Regions from separate parts of the Podarcis muralis genome. Here region 2 is linked to region 1. A link is a contact called in public Hi-C data. All regions are on one chromosome and are shown on one strand. Each heading gives the region's core, a stretch centred on a gene start, on an enhancer-like site or on the middle of the called end of the contact. The rest is flanking DNA. Distances are from core to core; before and after follow the strand shown.

Evidence for each region. Hi-C and Micro-C count contacts between places; a contact is called where the count stands out from the background.
Region 2: a contact with region 1 is called in a Hi-C map of blood, with 3 times the contacts expected there. The contact joins the promoter of SREK1IP1 here to the promoter of SREK1 in region 1. A contact is called at or near these places in 2 of 3 Hi-C or Micro-C datasets (blood and tail).

The regions. Positions count from the first base shown.
Region 1 is chr11:40,498,289-40,503,855 of rPodMur119.hap1.1, reverse strand. It overlaps SREK1 (splicing regulatory glutamic acid and lysine rich protein 1), which reads left to right and starts at 3,911. Exons shown (of 12, transcript XM_028749161.2): 1 at 3,911-4,117. The coding sequence starts at 3,957.
Region 2 is chr11:41,034,237-41,039,585 of rPodMur119.hap1.1, reverse strand. SREK1IP1 (SREK1 interacting protein 1) reads right to left here and starts at 3,609. Exons shown (of 5, transcript XM_028749202.2): 1 at 3,107-3,609. The coding sequence starts at 3,119. It overlaps CWC27 (CWC27 spliceosome associated cyclophilin), which reads left to right and starts at 3,815. Exons shown (of 16, transcript XM_077936334.1): 1 at 3,815-4,057. The coding sequence starts at 4,016.

The DNA.
Region 1 (5,567 bases), core at 2,662-5,161:
ATCTGATAAATGATTAGCTTTTTTACAGGTGGTACAACACTAGTCCTCTCGGGGAACAGCCAGCATGGTGCCCTCCTGAAGTGCACAGGCATCCTGGGAGTTGTAGTCCCAAGAATATCTGGAAGGTACCACATTGGCTACACCCTGCTCTAGATGAATCTGTATGTAAGTACTCTTGGGAGAAGAGTAGATTCAACAGTGGCACAGTGTAATCTTATACATGGCTACTCAGAAGTAAGTCCCACTGTATTCAATGAGGCCTACTCTCAGTGTGTGCATAAGACTGCAGCCTTAACTGGACACCAGAGGTATATCTAGGGTCCCTTATGGACTTGGCAAGGATCTGTATTGGCAACCCCCATTCCAGTGGACAGGGGCTAATGCTCTCTCTTCTGTGTGCATGCAAAATCTCTAGTTATTTAAGGGCAGAGGGAAAGGCACTTTGCACGTGCTCAGGGATCCCTTTTAAACTCTACTACAACTTTTCATCTTTGGGAGTGGAGACCAGGTACTGAAAATAGTTCAGCCCTGGCCCAAATTCACACACACACCTCCCTGTCTTTGCACGCCACCAAGCAGAGGTGTTTTAAGGGTAGTGCACCTGGTTCATCCACAATGGGTGCTGTGCCGCACGGGGCTTCACAACAGTGCTGTAGAATGGGTGCCAAATTTTAGCATTGCATAGGGCGCCACTGAAATGTGAGAGCCCAAAGTCTGGCGCTGAGCATAATTGGGGGAGAAGCAAGATGGAGCCATGTGAAACTGCGCACTTTGCCTCTAAGTTGCTCCCCTCCTGGCCAGGGAGACCTCAGACACCTTGCTCACTTGCTCATTCTTGTCCTCCCACCCATCCTTCCATACCTATCCCGTGGGTTGACCCAGCTAGTGGTTTTGGTGGTGTGGTCCATGTAGACTTTGTTGTTGTAGTTGTTGTAGTCGCAAGCGTCCTCTCAGCCCTTGGTTAACAGCAGCTGCTGCTCACTCATCTTTTCTGCTGCCAGCAGCAGCAGCAGATGGACAGAGCAAGCCCAGCAGCAGCCCCTTGCAAAGAGCTCAACAACTCATGCAAAGGATTTTGTTTTTCTTGTAAATTTCCTCTCGGGAAAAGGTTGCAACATCTGAGGTTAATGACACATTGTGTGATGAAAGCAAATAGATAGATGGTTTTTCACCCTCCTAATACTAGACCTGAAGGAGTGTTTCCACCTCCATCATTCAGCCCAGACACTGAGATTCAGCTCCAAGGGCCTTCTGGCAGTTCCCTCATTGCAAGAAGTGAGATTACAGGGAACGAGGCAGAGGGCCTTCTCGGCAGTCGTGCCTGCCCTGTGGAATGCTCTCCAGTCAGATCTCAAATAAATAGACAACTATCTGACTTTTTAAATAAGACATCTAAAAGCAGCCCAGTATAGGGAGGTTTTTAATGTGTGACATTTTATGGTGGTTTTATAATTTGCTGGAAGCCGCCCAGAGTGGCTGGGGCAACCCAGTCAGATGGGGGGGGGGGCATATAAATAATTTTTTGTTGTTGTTATAGGCCTTGTGATAAATGAAAGGAGCTGAATGTTGAAAATTCAGAAAGACTTCTGGACACAGTGGATGGCTAAATATGGAATGTGCTTAAACAATGTTTGATGGCTGCTAAAGATAGATTTAAAATGAGTTAGACATACAGAGGATAAGTATCCATGATTATAAGTTATGATGGCTATATGTTATCTCCAGCATCAGAGGAAGCATGCCTCTGATTATTAATTGCTGCCAGGGAGAAATACTTCTTGCTATTGCACTCATGTTCTGCTTGTGGGTGTACCTTTATATGCCCAACTAATCATTGAGTTCTGCAGGAGAGGGCATCCTGAATATAGCATATAACAAGGAGCCCTGTTCTTGTGTAGTGTCGGAATCAAGCATTTTGTTGTGTAGGCTTCTGCCCTTTGGAATTCCCCCTCCCCCATTACATATCAGACAGACATAAATCTCAGTTGTCTTTTATGTACCTGTTGAATAGTTTCTCCTTTCAACAAGCCTTTTAACGCTAATAACCCAGTTGGTATCCATATTGGATTTGAATTTGTTTTTATGTGTGTAACTGCTTTTAATTGTTTTAATGTATGCATTTGCTTTAAATGTTTTTACATTTGTGATTGTTTTGCGTAAGCCTTTTTGTACAATGAAACTGCTTTGAAATGCTTCATAGGAAGTTATTCCATACTGAAATAAATAACCTAGTTAACCACTATGTGAAGAGCATGCTTAACTCGAACAGGCCTTTGGTCTGATTTGGCAGGGCGGCTCTTATGTCCTTATCCCTGAATTCAATGCCAGATGCATATGGTAGCATTCATAGAATCATAGAATTGTGGAGTCGGAAGGGATCACAAGGGTCATCTGTTCCAATCCCCTGCAATGCAGGAATATTTGCCCAATGTAGGGCTTGATCTCACGACCCTGACATTAAAGAGTATCATGCTGTACTGGCAGAGCTATTCCAGCTGTCATTCATGCGAGGTAAATTATATATGCCAAACAATTCAATGCAGTTCTCAAACTCTTGGTGGTAATAGGTTACTGTGGCTGTCAAAGGTTCTGGGTACAGATAGGTAGCCGTGTTGGTCTGCCATAGTCAAAACAAAAAAAATTCCTTCCAGTAGCACCTTAAAGACCAACTGAGTTAGTTCTTGGTATGAGCTTTCGTGTGCATGCACACTTCTTCAGATAAGGTTCTGGGGAGTGTCATGCCATCTAGATTCCATCTATGATCATCTATACTGATGACAAACCATTCCTTCATTTCTTCATATGGAACCCTCGGAAAAAATGTTCCTAACAGAACTCGGTAAATTGGTATTAGAATAAATAAATTGCAAGCTGGAGAACTTCTCTTTACAGTAATCAGCCAATGCAATGCAAATAAATTAATATGACAGTTATCAGTACCAGCCACCCAAGTCCCAACACCATGCAAATGAAAACTGGCACCTGAATGGCAGGTGTGTGGAACCTTTGTGCAGCTGCCCAAAGGTGGTCCTCCACTCTTCTTCATCAGGCCCTTAGGACTCTTTTCCAGAGCATGGCTGAGGACGGTAGGGGGTAAGGCCTGATGAGGGACAGCCAATGGCCAGATAAAGCTTGGATGGCTACATTTGGCCCTCAGTTCCGACTCCCCCCCCCCCCCCCGCGCCGTGTTTAGTTGGGAGTGCAGGGGTTATGCAGGCATAATTGGTTTATGTATAAGTGGATGCAAGGTCCAGGATGCACCTGGGATTACTGCAGCAAATCAGTAGTAAGGGCTGTTTGTCCATTTTTGAAAACACAAAATCTAGACAGGAGCGAGAAAACTGTGGCCCTCCAGATGTTGTTGAACGCCTGTTCCCATCAGCCCCCATCCAGCATGGAAAATGGTCAGGGATGTTGAGTTCAGCATAATTTGGAGAGCCTGATCTCTCATCCATTCTCTCTCCATCCATCTATGAAACCTCTCTCTGTTGTGGCATTTTTTGTAAAAAACAATTCTTTTGATTTTTAATATGGGATATGCAAAAAATTCACCCCACCTAACAGGGAAATCGATTCTGCTACTTGAGGCTTCTAATGCGTCAACTGCGGTGCATGTGGATACTGGAGAGGGAAAGGGCAGGAGGCACTGCGTATAGTGCAATTTAGGGATTGTTTATTCCATATGCTTCGACATTTTTTGTCCGTCCACCCCCTGCCCGTCTCTCAGGTGCTGCGCTGCCTCAACAATCACAAAAAAAGCCCTCCGTTTCCTAGCTAAAAGCCGCATAGAGGAGACGAACAAGGGGCCGCCTCAACGCCAGGGCGCAGCCGCGTTCTCTCGGAAGTTGCGCGAGTGCGGACGCTCTAGGAAGCTCCGCCGTTTCTTTCTCGGTGGTGACTTCCGTCTCCTCGCTTCTGTGCGTTAGTTCGGCCGAGACAGCAAACTTGCCGCCATCATGATGAACAGCGGCGGCATCGGGGTGCCTCTCGGCTTCCCTTTGACCCCTACTTCGGTTATCCAAGTCACCAATTTATCATCGGCGGTCACTAGCGAGCAGATGCGAACGCTCTTCGGTTTCTTAGGTGACATCGAGGAGTTGCGTCTCTACCCTCCGGAGTAAGTTGAGGCCCGAGCAGGGCCCTCGGGGCCATAGAGAATGGCGGGAATGACAATCCTTGAGGCAAGGGGAGAGCGAGAAACGGACCGGATGCCGCGCCCGCCATCTTGCTTTCGGGTGCCGAGCGTCTCGCTTCATAGTGGTTGCGTCATTGGGCAGCATCTGTTCTACGGAGAAGGAGAAGCTGCCCGTAATTAAGATGGCGGCCAGTGACTGTTCCCCCCCCCCCCAAAAAAAACCTGCCAGTTTCTCCTCAGCCGCAGTCCCTTCAGCGTTTCTCTCCCTTTCTCTGGGTGATGGTTCTGGGAAAGGCCGCGGTTGCGGAAGCGAAATGCGGGCTCCCTAGAGGCCTAAGCCGCTTTTCGTGCTTCCTCGAGGCTCTCATCGGCGTTGCGTTTAGCAAAGACGCCATGTAGGAGAAATCTGGCTCCTCGGGGATCCTGCTCTCCTTTCCCCCCGAATCTCGTTCCTTGCACTGCGTTGCATCCAAGGCTAGGCTAGTGACTAGTTACTCGGGAGTAAGCCTTATTCACATCAACAGCGCTTGCTTCCGTGTAAAGCTGCAATCCTTTGCGTGCAGCTTGGGAACATATATCATTTAAATTAATGGTCCTTACATTATAAGTTTCCAATAAGTGCGCATAGGAAGGGATTGTAAGGGATGCACAGTAGACCATATTTCTTAACAAGGCATGAGGGAAAGTTTCGTTTATTTTACTTAGCGATTTTATATTCTTTGCCTCCCCCCCCTTCCCTCAAGCACTTGTAAATGGCAGAGAGATTTGGGACTACTCAAATATGAATGGGATGTTAGCAGAATAAACTTTTAATTAGTATTAGGGCTTCAACCTTGTGCTTGCTGGGAATAATAATAATAATAATAATAATAATAATAATAATAATTTATTCATACCCCGCCCTCCCCAGCCAGGGCTGGGCTAAGGGCGGCTAACACCAAATATGAATTACAATAAAACGTAATAGAAACAACAACAACAAACATAAAACAGTTAATTAAAATATGGCTTAAAATACACAAACAGCCTAGAAGTAATGGGAAGCCATTGTTTTTGATGTGCAACCAGGAACTTGTCTTATTGTGCACCACTTCTCGCTTACTGATATTGAATCTCTTCTGCCATTCTGTTTCCTGTTACCTATTTTGGAGAGATCCTTTCTAGCTTTTCACAGATTTCTTGGGATTTTACAATCATAAATAAATTGATGCTGTTCACCTGCACTCTTCAAACACACTCCTTAAGATCTAGTCTTCGCAGTCTTAATCTGCATGTTATCAGACAATGTTATACAATCCTAGGTTCTATTAATTTAAGCTCATGGGAGAGCCGACTGCCCCAAGAGTTCAAGGTGTCAACTTGTGCGGAATGAAGTGGCTGCATTTGACAAATACTGAAATATTAAAATGTTCCCATGATACTTTGTAGAGTT
Region 2 (5,349 bases), core at 2,360-4,859, 540 kb before region 1:
CAGTAAATGGATTTCTACCTGGGATAAAAATGGATCAAATGTCCATCTTATTCTCTTGGAAGAAGGCATTGCATAGGATTTGTACTGTAAGCTGCTTTGTGGAGGATTTCCCCCAAAGCAGGCTATGAATCCCTCAAATAACTAAATAAATAAATACAGAAAATACAGGGGTAGCCTATAGCAACCTCCAGGTGTTACTGAACTCTAGCTTGCATCATCCCTGGTCACTGGCTATGCTGATCAGTGTTGGAGGTGAACAACATCTAGAGGCTCCATGTTGGTCCCTTGTGAGATAATATTTATAGTGGTTGTTGAACTTATTTAAATCAACTTAAGCCAAACTGTTGGATATTAATATGAACTTCTAACTTGGGACAACAGTTTGCTACATCATACTCCACGCTCAAAGAAGATTGCTTTGTTGTTATATTATACACTTTTGCTTAGTTTAGTATGTGCAACATTTCCAAAGGAAAGAAACTAAAACAGTGGAAATGTCAAAACAAATGTAGTATCAAATCCTGGTATAAATATGGGACTTTCTCATCATTCTCAACTGTCATGCCCATAAGAATTTCTAAGGAATAAGATAAACTGAACTTTTCAAACTTGGTATGTAATATATACTTGATATATCCCACAAAGTTTTGACATAACAATTATTTGTGTTGTGTTTTTACACAACATTGTAACATGAACTGTATTTTGGGCTTGTAAACTTGGTTTTTCTTCTCCTCTGTTTTGTTGTTTATATATTTTTAGTGGGGAGATATCAATATAAAGTCTAAACCAAGTGTGAGATGTTGTTTGACTACAACTCCCATCATCCCTGAAGGCACTAGTTCTTACTTCTGGTTTAAAAAAAATAGATTTTCCATCTCAACTATAAATTCTAGGAAAGGGGAATAAATGTTCTTCCTTTTCTAAAGGAAGTTCTATAATCAAGTATGTTTTTTAAATCTATATTTCACATAGCCTTTGGAAAGCATTACTGATTTCAGAATGTGCACAAGTTTATAAGAAGCAAGGATTTCTGCAGCCCCCTTTTTAAAACCTTGCACAGTTCTAAAATCCATTATGTCACTGTTTATTCAAATACTCCACCCACTTAATAAGAAGAAACTAATTATATTATGCTTTGATAATATGCTATTATCAAAATAATCATTATATTGTTATGGTGCCTTTTTGGTAAACAGTGCCACCACGGGGAGAAACATGCAACCCATTAGCACTTCCGACCAGAAGTGGATTGACATGCTGTCCGCACTTGGGTTCCGGACAATTGTGGTACAAATTTGATGCAGCAGCTGCAGACCTGCTTATTTAAAACTGGGTCTGCCCCCATCACATATAAATATGAAGCCCAAAGTTTAAAGCAAAAAGGCATGTGAGTAGTTCTAAAGACTTATCTGTCCACAGGTGCCTTCCCACCTGCTTCTTCCTTGATGTCACTCCCCAACCCCTCCTGATTGGACCCTAACACCAAAGGCAAGCCCAGCTTGGAGAAAAGCCGGGGTGGGGGGCAGAGACAAGAACCAATGGGTCAATAATAGCAGACATATTCCAACAACCACTGACCCAAGCATGACCCCTCTTGCTAATTTTCTTATCTACATGCACCTGAATGCTCAAAGTAAATAAATGCAGGTGGTAGTAATATTTATTCTTCCTTGTCTAAGTCAGGGGAGTGCCAAAGACTGATTTCTCAGTTATGTGTGAGGAATTTTTGTTTGCATAAGTTTGCCTCAAAGGGCTTTAGTAAAAACTTTTGCTTTTTCCTCATATCAATTCCTAGAAAGTTACTAGGACTGAATGTATTTGCTGACAGCTCAAAAATCATTTGAAGGCAGTTTCTTCTGCATGTGTGTTCTTAAAATCAACTCTCAACTAATCCAAGGTGTCACCTGTCCCCTCTCCTGTCGACCAGGTGCTGGAAACCGCAGCAGGGCTAAGTGCTCTTGAGCTCAGGTCCTGCTTGTGGCTTTTCCATAGGCAACTGGAAGGCCACTGTGAGAACAGGATGCTGGCCACTAGCCTGATCCAGCAGGACACAGGACACTTGATGTTTCCTGGACACAGTAGCATCAGAGAAGTTCAGCTAGTCTAGGAGCAGGCATTTGCCGCTTTCCTCTCATAGGGCACAACTTTACATGGCCAGAGTGATCCAGCAGGAGGGGCCTGCTGTATACAGCAATAGGAAGCTGCCTTATCCCAAGTCAGTTTATTTCTCCATCTTGTCTAGTATTGTGTACTCTGACTGGCAAAGGCTCTGCCGAGTCTCCATATTACAATTGTAGGAATCCACCCCTCCCAACTCTAATGAAATTATTATCTTTTAAGTCATATTTTCTCTCCCTTTTTTTATTAAAAATGAATAACAAATTCAGTAGAAAAGGGGAGGCATGCAGGAACAGGGAAGTACTGAGAGAGCCATTTTACAATTTATCATGATATGAATACTGTCACCTAAGGTTTTTTTTTTACAATAACAGCAGCAGAACACTGCTCGTACCTCTTTTAACACTTGGAGATCAGATTAGATTTTTGGTGAACAACGGGCCCTGTGAAACTACACATTAAAAAACAAACAAACATCACAACCGCAAGAAGTATACAGATACCGTAATCCAATTCCTATTATTATTTCTTTTAGCTAAGCCCGGTAAATTTACACAGCTGAAACCTTCCATCTGAAGTTCTTGCGTGTGTAAAGAATGCAAAGCAAAACAAGACTGTTCAGTTTAAAGTTCAGTTTAAAGTTCCGCATTTTAAGCACACATTCCCTCCCCGACAGAGCAAGAGTCACGCCCCTAAACATCACAACTCCTACAAACTCCACTGAGTTCGGCAGGATTTAATCCCCAAACTGCAATCCCGACCATTTACTTCAGAACAAATCCCACTGAATTCAGTAGGGTCTACTTCTGAGTAGGCATGCACAGGACTGCAGCTGCTCCCCGGGACTCCCTTCCACTCGAGAGCACGTTGGGCTCTTCCCCTCGTCCTCGGTTTGAGCGGCAGGAGATGCAGCAGCGGTGACTTTCCACACGGCCACGATCTCGCGCGTGGCCCTTCCGCGCCCCACCCCGTTTGGACCGCTCACCTGGCAACGCCATGCAGCCCCCGACCGAGACGCCACGATGCCCCGCTCTTGGCCGGACGAGGTAGCAATGGCAGCGCTTCCCCGCCGGAAAACTTTGACCCGAGCACGAGTGGCGCGTACCATCAGGCAGAGAAGAGGGGTGGAGGGAGGAGAAAGAGGGGCGGTATTGCCAGGGAGACAAGTGAAAGAACTGCAGATAGGGAATCCATTTCTGATTCCCGGAGAAAAAGCTTGAAGGCTGACAGGAGAGGCCCTTCGCTCATCCCCGGACGAAGGTGTCCCAGGCCACTCAACTGTCACAGAAACCCTGCAGTAGTGCGATAGTCCCCTTCCTATGAGCCGCTCCTAGCCAAAGGAGGCGGGCTGCCTAGTTGATTGGCAGCGCTTCTGGCCCTTGTCAATCGGAATGAAAGTAGCCCAGTAGCTAAAGAAGAAGAAAAAAAACACTTAAAGGACTTTTCTTTAATCCCACGCATACTGTAAGAGTTTTTCCATCTCCACCGTTCTAGGGCGGATAGAAACAGTTGCGGCGCCGCAACCCGGCCGGAAGACTTTGTACCTGACACAGCGGATTGTACCAGTATCCCAGATCTGCGGGGGGATGCGCCTCCCCTGCTTTGAGAGGAAACAGCACAGTTCCCTTCGTGGAGCGGATGCTTTAGCTCAGAGGCTCTTGAAATAGGTTTGTGTGGGCGGGGGGATTTTTGTTTGGCCTTCGAGGGTGCGGATGGGAAGCTTGGCTTCTTTTCAGCGTTGTTCCCCCCCCCCTCGGATAGAAGTGGTAGTTCCCGGCTTCCAACATGGCGGGAGCTTCGCCCTGGATTCCCGTTTAACGGAGTTCCGTGCGTCCGCCTTCTCCCGGGTCCGGGGACCGCCGCTCAGTGAGCCAGCTGCGCCCAAGCCCACACCATGAGTAACATCTACATCCAGGAACCGCCGACGAATGGCAAGGTTAGGGAGGGGGTAACACGAGCAATCATTCTCTCATACTGAAATTTTGGTAAATTATAACTACTTGGATGCAACCTGTGAGGATAAATTTAATGTAATCTATGGTATTTTTGTTTATCTATGTGGTCCAGATTGTCCTCAGTGCACACATTTCCCAGTGTTCCAGATTAAGGAGAGTTTACTTCTCTGAGAAATTGGCGAAGTCAAAATGGAAATTGGAAAAGTGAAAATAGGCTCTGTTCTGTGCTTGGTGGGCTCAAGGGACTCAGACACTACCCTCCTTTTCTAATGTTGTTTATCAAGGAATACTGGCTTGTCTGGAACATTAATAGAGCTAAAAGTGAAGAGATACTCTGTTTCCAACCTCTGACCAAAATGTAGCTTTGGGAATTAGGGACTGCCTGTGGTTGCCACTCCAAACACCAGGCCAGCTCAGCCCCAAAGCTGAGTAGCTGCTGTCCTTGGAAAGGGTCTTCTGATGAAGATGCTATACAGATGGCACCACCCTCCCCGAAAATTCGCTAAAATGTATAAAGACAGGTCGCCAACATGCTGGAGATGTAAAAAGGATATAAGGTCATATTTCCATATGTGGTGGAACTGTGTAGTTATCCATGAATTTTAGAATAACATCTATAGTGAACTTAAAAACTATTTAAATTTACATTTAAAAAAAGACCAGAGATCTTCCTATTAGGAATACTATCAATAGAATTCAAAAAATATATAAGACCATTGTTTATTTACGCAATCACGGCAGTGAGAATAATAGTGGCAAGAAACTGGAAAAATGAAACCTTACCAACGATAATAGTGTGGCAAAGTCTTATGATAGAATACCTGCAACTAGCAAAACTGACGGGAAGAGTCAGAGGAGTGTCAAACCAGAAAGTATATGGAGAATGGAAAATATTTAGAGAATATCGAAAATCGTACTGTACAAATAATAATATACTTTCAGAACTAGATTGATGCTTGTAAACAAAAAGTGTGTTAGATAGCATATCAGATTATATATTTATTTAAAAATGAAATAACATAAACCTATGCAAGAAAATATAGACAATATAAGCAGTATAATGAGAATGATTGGAAGTTTTACATTTTAACTTGTTATTTAATTGTAATGTATTTTCTTTATTCTTTTTTCTATTTTTATTGCTTTTACTTTGTATGATATGTCATCTATGTATTTATGTCTATGTGTGAAATCAACAAAGATTAATATTTAAAAAAAGGCAAGGGTCTTCTGGTGGTGAAGGTAGCCTCAAGATGGGAGATAATCAGTGACT